Linked DNA regions of Mus musculus: region 1 is linked to region 2. Evidence: chromatin contacts called from public Hi-C data. All regions are on one chromosome and are shown on one strand. Each heading gives the region's core, a stretch centred on a gene start, on an enhancer-like site or on the middle of the called end of the contact. The rest is flanking DNA. Distances are from core to core; before and after follow the strand shown.

Evidence for each region. Hi-C and Micro-C count contacts between places; a contact is called where the count stands out from the background.
Region 1: a Hi-C map of liver shows a contact between it and region 2, with 3 times the contacts expected there. The contact joins two enhancer-like sites. A contact is called at or near these places in 3 of 484 Hi-C or Micro-C datasets (all in liver), 6 of 115 datasets of contacts at active chromatin or transcription factors (bone marrow-derived macrophages, embryonic stem cells and liver) and 4 of 9 other capture datasets (adipose tissue, embryonic stem cells, liver and 1 more).

Annotation. Positions count from the first base shown.
Region 1 is chr9:77,950,960-77,954,769 of GRCm38.p6, forward strand. All of the region lies in intron 1 of Elovl5 (ELOVL family member 5, elongation of long chain fatty acids (yeast)), which reads left to right. Among named protein-coding and RNA genes, the nearest start is that of Gm34771, 16 kb to the right of the region's middle. Within about 2 kb of position 2,257, at least 65 of the 459 cell types and tissues checked have an H3K27ac peak or open chromatin away from gene starts, as enhancers often do. A contact at or near this core is called in liver, where this site is marked.
Region 2 is chr9:77,844,469-77,848,426 of GRCm38.p6, forward strand. The region is part of intron 1 of Gm34654 (a long non-coding RNA gene); the gene reads right to left. Among named protein-coding and RNA genes, the nearest start is that of Gm34654, 5.5 kb to the right of the region's middle. Within about 2 kb of position 1,588, at least 11 of the 459 cell types and tissues checked have an H3K27ac peak or open chromatin away from gene starts, as enhancers often do. A contact at or near this core is called in liver, where this site is marked.

The sequences.
Region 1 (3,810 bases), core at 1,007-3,506, 110 kb after region 2:
CTGCTCACCCTATGTTGACCATCAAAAGTCATGGATGAGCCCGAGTGCAGGCTTTGAGTGCCAGCCTGGCATCCCAGGTCATAGGTTTGTTAGCCCAGCTAGTTGGCTGTTTTAGATGAACTTTGACAGTTCAAAAACAGTGGATGGGGTGAGATGGTAGACAGCTAAACTTCCATGATATATTTTTAAGCCAAAAGAAATTTGACTGGACTGATTTCACAGAAAAGGAGACTGCCAGCCTGCTCCTGTCACCTTTGCAGCCAGAAACAGGATTTCCAGAATGCCCCTGGCACAGATGGGTCACCAGGCGGCCTGGCTGTGGGTTTAGGGCATCAGCTCTCCTAGCTGTGATGTAGTTTTACACAGTCTGGCCTGTCCAGACAGATGGCTGTATGGCCCGAGCCCCTTTCCCTGCATGGCCGCTTTCTTGCTTCCTTCAGCAGGTAGACTGTGCCTGGGAGAGCTCTGGTTCCATAGCCTAAGGAACCTTAGCAGTTCTTGCCTGTCACTGTCATACCAGGCCCATTGTCAAGCTTCTCTCGCCCTTCTTGGCACCCCAGGGGTGGGGGGGGGGGGAAGCAGCAGGGGGGAACCGACTTGCTGGGAAACCTGTCCTGCATAATCTTTCTTTTTTTTTTTTCCATTTTTTATTAGGTATTTAACTCATTTACATTTCCAATGCTATACCAAAAGTCCCCCATATCCACCCACCCACTCCCCCTTTTTGGCCCTGGTGTTCCCCTGTACTGGGGCATATAAAGTTTGCAAGTCCAATGGGCCTCTCTTTCCAGTGATGGCCGACTAGGCCATCTTTTGATATATATGCAGCTAGAGTCAAGAGCTCCGGGGTACTGGTTAGTTCATAATGTTGTTCCACCTATAGGGTTGCAGATCCCTTTAGCTCCTTGGCTACTTTCTCTAGCTCCTCCATTGGGAGCCCTATGATCCATCCATTAGCTGACTGTGAGCATCCACTTCTGTGTTTGCTAGGCCCCGGCATAGTCTCACAAGAGACAGCTACATCTGGGTCCTTTCAATATAATCTTTCATTCTTTGAAGATGCTTCGTGTAACTGTGATTTAATTCACCTGGGCTTGCACTACATTCGAAGGGAGCTAGTGAGATAAATTGGGGGTAGGTTTTCTGCAGGAGCAGGGCTGGGCCGTCTTTGGGCGTGGGATTTGTTTGCCCTTTTGGGTTCAAAGTTCACAGTATTTCACGCTGCGGTGGTTCTGATCTTTCTTTGGACTCAGGCATAAGGATTCTAAATTCTAAGTAGTTTCTGGAAGTGATGTAGAGGGTGTGCTGCTGGACTCTCTCCTCCCCTCATGCTCTCCTCAGCTGTCTTCATAAATATAAGGGAGTTTGTTTCGTTCATTCACTCATTCATTCATTTTGGTGTTTTGCCTGCATGTATGTCTGTGAGGGTGCCAGCTCCCCTGGAATTGGAGCTACAGACAATTGTGAGCTGTTAGGTGGGGGTTGGGGGTGAGGGGCTGAGAATTGAACTGGAGGTAAATACAGGGGAGTTTCTAAACAGAATGCCAGCACCAGTCAGTTTTCCATGGTGTGATGTTTAAAATGTGACACAATAATATAGTAGCAGAGTTGCCAAAAGTGGTCTAGAATTTTATAGTGGGAAGAGACACAACTGAGACTGTCTGCTGGCACACCTCGAAGTATTAAAGTGGAATTCTTACATTGCCTCGTGGTACACACCGGTTATCCCAGCACTTGGAAGGCTGAGGCAGGGAGGTGACCAGTTTGAGGCCAACCTAGGCTTTTTTGTCTGTTAAAAAGGAGATTGTCTGAAATCTGTTCTAATTTACCAGCCCCTGCTCAGTTGTTTAATCTTTGTTCGTGTGTTTTATGTGTGATCTTGAACTCCTGGATAGCTTTAGGGTACTCTGATGGTTGGAATTTCAAAAAATGGATTCTGATACGCCTGGCTGTGGCCTGCAGTTTCCGTGAGGCCCTCCAGGTTGAGTGAAGGTCAGAGACCCCAAGTTAAAAGGCTGTTACTTAGGTGTAGTGTCTGCAGGGTCTAGCTTCTGGGGAGAGAAATCCATTCTCGTCATGTATTTCTTGTCTATGTTTTGGGAGCTGGGCAGATCAAAGAGAGGCCTGTTGCTTGCTCCAGAGGATCAAAGCCTCCCCCAGAGAGGAGGCCTGGCCTGGTCCCCACTAGCACCATGGTTCAGAGTGGCTGTGTTCCCACTTGGCCCAGCACGCTTGAGAATCGTGTCTGTGGCCTTCACAGCTTGGAGGCTGGAAACTGCGGTAGGCAGGCAGGGGTAGGCAGGCAGGCGGGCCGGCTGCAGACCTGACAGCATGATTGAACATTCTTGTAAATTGGGTCATGGCGTTCCCATAATTCCAGATGACTAGGCAAAGTGTCAAGGGTTCTCCGGGGTTCTGTACCTATGTGAGAGTATATCCCAAAGGCTACTTCAGCAGTGGGTCAGTCCAGCGTGGCTGGGAAGACACCCCTTATACTGCTGCTGTGGCAGGGCAGATGAGGCTGTGAGGGAGATGAGACTGGAAAGGGCGTAGTGCTGCAGGCCGTCCACGGCCAGCGTCGGGGATAGAGGGGGTGTGAGCAGCTAAGGATGGGCACCCCTCGTCTTTCCCAAGGCATTAGCCACATGCTCCCTGCAAGGTGTGCCATTTGATTGCCCTCTGTGGAGCCCGGCCAGATGCACCCAAGCCTGGGAGTCATTGTGCTTCTCTGAAAGGGGTGCAGTGCCCTTTCTCGTGATGGACACAGGCTGGCTCGTGCATGTACACCTGCTGTCTTTGGGTCAGAACTCCATTTCTGAAAACAAGGTCCATATGGAGGTTCATTCCATCCCTTCACCCGGCTTTCTTCTTGTGTAACAGTGTCTCAGGTTTCATATATGTACCTGTCATTAATACAGTTGTTTCTCTTAGCCACGTGGATGTACTCAGGACCCACCTCAAACTGAATGCCTGAAGCCAGAGGTTATATAAAAGCTTGTACACACTAAGGTCTGTCTGTCTGTCTGTCTGTCTGTCTGTCTCTCTATCACTGTCTCTTTCATACACACACACACAAATTTTCACCTTCTCACATAAAGCACACTTTAAGAGGCTTACTGTGACATCTCCAAATCACCAGCATCAGTGTTTTTTAAGATCATTAGTAAAGGCTGTGTGAACAGCCAGGCTGATAAGTAGATGTCACTAACTGTTCGTCCCATTGGTAGCATGTAGCATAATGGGGATACGCTGGACAAAGCAGTTTGTGCTCCAGGCAGGGTTGTGTGGGTTGCACCTCTTTCCTCGGAGTGCTGTACAGTCTAACACCAGCCTAAAACGTTTCTGCTGTTTTCAGTCTAATATTCTCGAGCTGCAGTCAACTGCAGGTCATTGAAACCGTTTAGATCCTGTTTGTGTGTAGAATGTTTTTTCTCCCGGACCTTAAATTCTGTCTTCTGAGCTGTTGTATCTCTTTGGGTTTTAAGTCCTCCGTGCCTGGCACCTGATGCAGACAGCAAGTGTCCAGGTGTAAATGAAAAAGAAAAATGAATGGTGTGGATGGGTGATAGCTGGGCAGAAGCGTGGCATTGTGGTTGTGAGTGATACAAGCCTTTGGTGACAGCCTGTCTTTGTACCTTAGAGGAGCAGCAGCCGTAGCTGTAAAGAGTGTATAGACACACTCAGTTGTGGGTGTGGGCGTGGGGGAAGATACCTGCCTTGTCAGAATCAGCCTGGTGAGTCATGGCTCAACCCCCACTTCATCACTGGGGCAGCGAGCCCATCCGTGGCATAGATCCCTCTTGACTCTCG
Region 2 (3,958 bases), core at 338-2,837:
TTTATTTTAAACAAGGAGCTGAAGAACTATATAGTGTATGTTCAAAGAAAACTGTGGGATTAGTCCGGCTACGACTCAGTAACAGACTGGGACACCTATTGATAGATTCCATCTTTAGATTCATGTGGAGGCGATGTCCACACACTCCAGGGACTGCCAGGCAGTAAAGACAGTTTAAACCAGGCATGGTGATGCATGCCTGCAATCCTAGCACCATGGGGGACTGAGAGAAGAGGACCATGAGATGTAGCCTGCCTAGGCTATGTGGTGAGTTTCAGGCTAGCCTGTGCTACAGTTACATGCTGTTTCATAGGAACTAAATGATGTTTTAAGTTACTTCTCTACTTTCAATGGAATAGGCATGTTTTACTCTTTTTAAATTAGATGTGTGTACATTTACATTAAGCTAAGGATCAGGTAGACAAGTCATTTCAATTCTGTCTCCTTTGATTTGACAAGAAATCCTCCACTTTCTGTTTGAAGAAGTCAAATTGACTAGCATGGCAGTGCTTAGTGCCATTAGATTGTGATGCTCAGCTTTCGATGCCAGTCCGACTTAATTAGAATCTCCTAAGTTATGCCCCTCTGGGAAGGTCTATAAGGTTTTATCAGAAAGGCTCAACTATAGAGTGGTTAGGACCACCCCATGGATATGAGTCCCAGGTCAAATAGAAGGCAAGTAGAGAAAGCCAGAGGAGGCCAACATCCATCTCTCTCTCTCTTTCTACTTCGTGAATCTCTTCTATGTGAGCAACTCCATGTCCCTGCCACCACAGCTGAGCACAGCTCCTGCTGTCATGGCTTCCCTACCTGGTGGGCTGCATCTCTTTAAACCATGACCCACAGAAATCATTGTTCCCTTAAGTTGCTTCTGCGAAGCATTCTGCCCCAAGGAGGAAAGTAATACACAATGGATTTACAGGGCAAAATGTAAAGATGTTCTTACATTTAGGAAATGTGTGTACTAGTTTGAGAACAATACATGGGCATTTCTGTTTCAATTCAGTATGCAGATGGAATTACTATATAGTTTAGAGCGGAATACATAGACATTGAGGCAAAATAGTAGATAGTATATGCTATTGTTATAAATCCAACTGCATAGACTGTAGAATTAGAAAGGGAACAGTTAACACTAGGCAAGAACTAGAGGCGAAGGAGGCATTTCCAAATGCCATGAGTTCTAGGTGAAGAGAACCGCGTAGGCAAGGACACCGAGGCATGCCTTCCATCATTCATTAGATCATTTGACAACTGTTGAATAAACAGCTCACCTGGGGCTCAAAGCCAGTCATTGCTGAGCGGAGCTTAAGGATGCGGTCATGTGCCCTACCTTCAGGGCTTTAGGATGGAGTTCAGTCTGATAACCCAGTACCTACTGCGTGATGAGCTCATACTGAGTACGTGTTAGAATAAGGTTCATGGCCCCTTTCACAATGCAGTCTGTTGATTGGCATCTTCTATCTAGTTCACCCATATTCTTTCATAATTCATAAGACTGTTTTCTCTGGCTGCTCTCACAGGTCTGAGCCATCAGCACATTTGTTCACTAGGACCAGCGATGGGAATCCTAGCCAAGATGTGTGGGCTGATTCGTGGTCTGACCAGAGCCACCTAAGGACAGGTTAAAGGGTGCTCTTGGCTCAGAGTAAATACTGTTTTCATCTGGCAGCCGGAACACTAAGTCCTATGGGGATAAAAAACAACAATGACCTGCTTAGCTGTCAGCAACTGGAGGCGAGTGAAGGCAAACAGAATCACATGCCTCACCCTGCCTCATTTCTGGTTTGCATTCATACTCTGTGTTCAATATCCATTGTACTTCGGTTGCTGCTGTTGCAGCTCTTCCTTGGCCTAGTTGTCTGCTCTGTGTGTGTGTGTGTGTGTGTGTGTGTGTGTGTGTGTACACTGTCACTGTCTTCACACACACCAGAAGAGGACATTGGATCCCATTACAGATGGTTGTGATCCACCGTGTGGTTGCTGAGAATTAAATTCAGGACCTCTAGTAGAGTAGTCAGTGCTCTCAACCGCTGAGCCATCTCTCTACCCGGGATTCTTGACCTCTGTCAGACACTACATATGGAGCAGCATCGGGAACAGACGGACATGCTTCAAGCTTCTGGAAGCTGGAAGCTCAAGATGAAGATTCAGGAAACTAGTGAGGACTGCTTTCTTCCCAAGATGGTGCTTTGTGGGACCTCAGTTGGCAGACGATGGAGGAGCAGAAGGACCACACTTTCTCTGTCAGACCACTTCACAATCCATTCATGAACTTGAGCCCCTTAGCCTTACGACCTTCCCAAACTTTCTACCTTCAAGCACTGTCCCACTGGGGACCTGTTCTCTGTGCATGGGTTTGAACACACATTTAGGTCGCATCAGGCACCAAGTATTTCCTACCAATCTGACAAACTATAATTAAGAGTGTGGACTTACATTCCCAGCGTGACTTTGAGCAAGGCATATGTGGGTCTCAGTTTCAAGACTAAGATGAGAGTAAGTTTAGAACTTAAGTCATTGAGTTATCATGAGAAGGTAAAAGAAAGCCAATGACCTTTATAGTGATCAATAAAGGAAGCTGAGGGCAGGAGATCCCAGGGAGGGAAGGCTATTGAAGTTCTGTGCATAGTAACGAGGTGCCAGGTAGGTCTCTGTGCACATGCTAATGAAGGATAAAGGTATAGGGGTGGGGGGAGGAAAGTAGATGCTCATATATGTGCCAGTAGACAGGAAAGACAGTTCCTGTAATTCAGTGCATGTCCAATTTCCTCATGAGGCACTATCAGTTTCTTCTTCAACTGGTTAGTAGAACCTGTTAGCCAAAGCACAACCTGACCTTTTAATATTTCTGATACAAGTGCTGTCTGAAGGAGGAAGTACCTCTTTCACAGTCAGAAATTATTTAATTCCTGCCTGGCATTAGAACACTTGTGCCTGATATACCTGTAGCAGATATTAGCTTTTAATACTTGTTACTAAATATTCCTGAAGCTGTACTCTTACACCACCCCAGGAATTTCACTCCTGAATCCCCCACCTCCCTCTCTTCTTTCCCTCCTCCCTCCCTCCTAAATGATTCTTTACAGCATTCAAGAACTTCCATAATACAAAGTCTTCTCTTTGATTTTGTGAAAGCAAAGATGGAACATAGATTTATAATTATTTTGAAAACTCAGCAGAGAAACACTGTCTTAAACAAATAAATAAACAAATAAAGAATGCCAAAATTTCAAGTTTTGGCAGTCCCCAATAAGGATGTAGAACTGACTCTTAAATATGAAGACATCTTCAATCTCACTAAAAAGAATGTATATTGAAACAATATTGGGTCTATTTCCAACTTATCAGAATAGTAAAGTCAGAAGACTGATGGTCCTAAATTGATGAGGTAGTTCCATATTGCTAGTGGAATATCATAGACATAAATTTGGTGAAGAATTATTACCAAAGTCCTAACTGTCCATACACTTTCATTTAGCAAAATTCTATATCTAAAAATTTATTCTGTATATTATGCTGATACAGTTCCAAAATGATACAGGCATAAGATTGTTCATTGCTTATAAATGAAAACAACAACAACAACCCAATAGGTATAAACATGACCTCCACAGTAGGAAATAAATCAACCTGACACTTCTATGATTTGTATGGCTTTGTGTCTCTGTCATCTTTTGACAGTTTACAAATTAGCTCATGTTTTCATCATTAATGTATCTGTTACAGTGTGTTTGGAGCACTACAAACTGGGTCCATATTAGATGCCAGCTTAGTTGATAACTGTGTTTCTGACATGCCCACCCACAAGTCATTCCTTTTGTCTATTTTCTGTGAGCATGCCTATTTCTTGAGGAAGCAAAAACACTAAAATTGAGCTGTGCTGGTTGGTTTTTGTCAACTTGACACGAACTAAAGACACGGGGGGGTGAGAGAACCTCAAATGAGTAATTGCTTC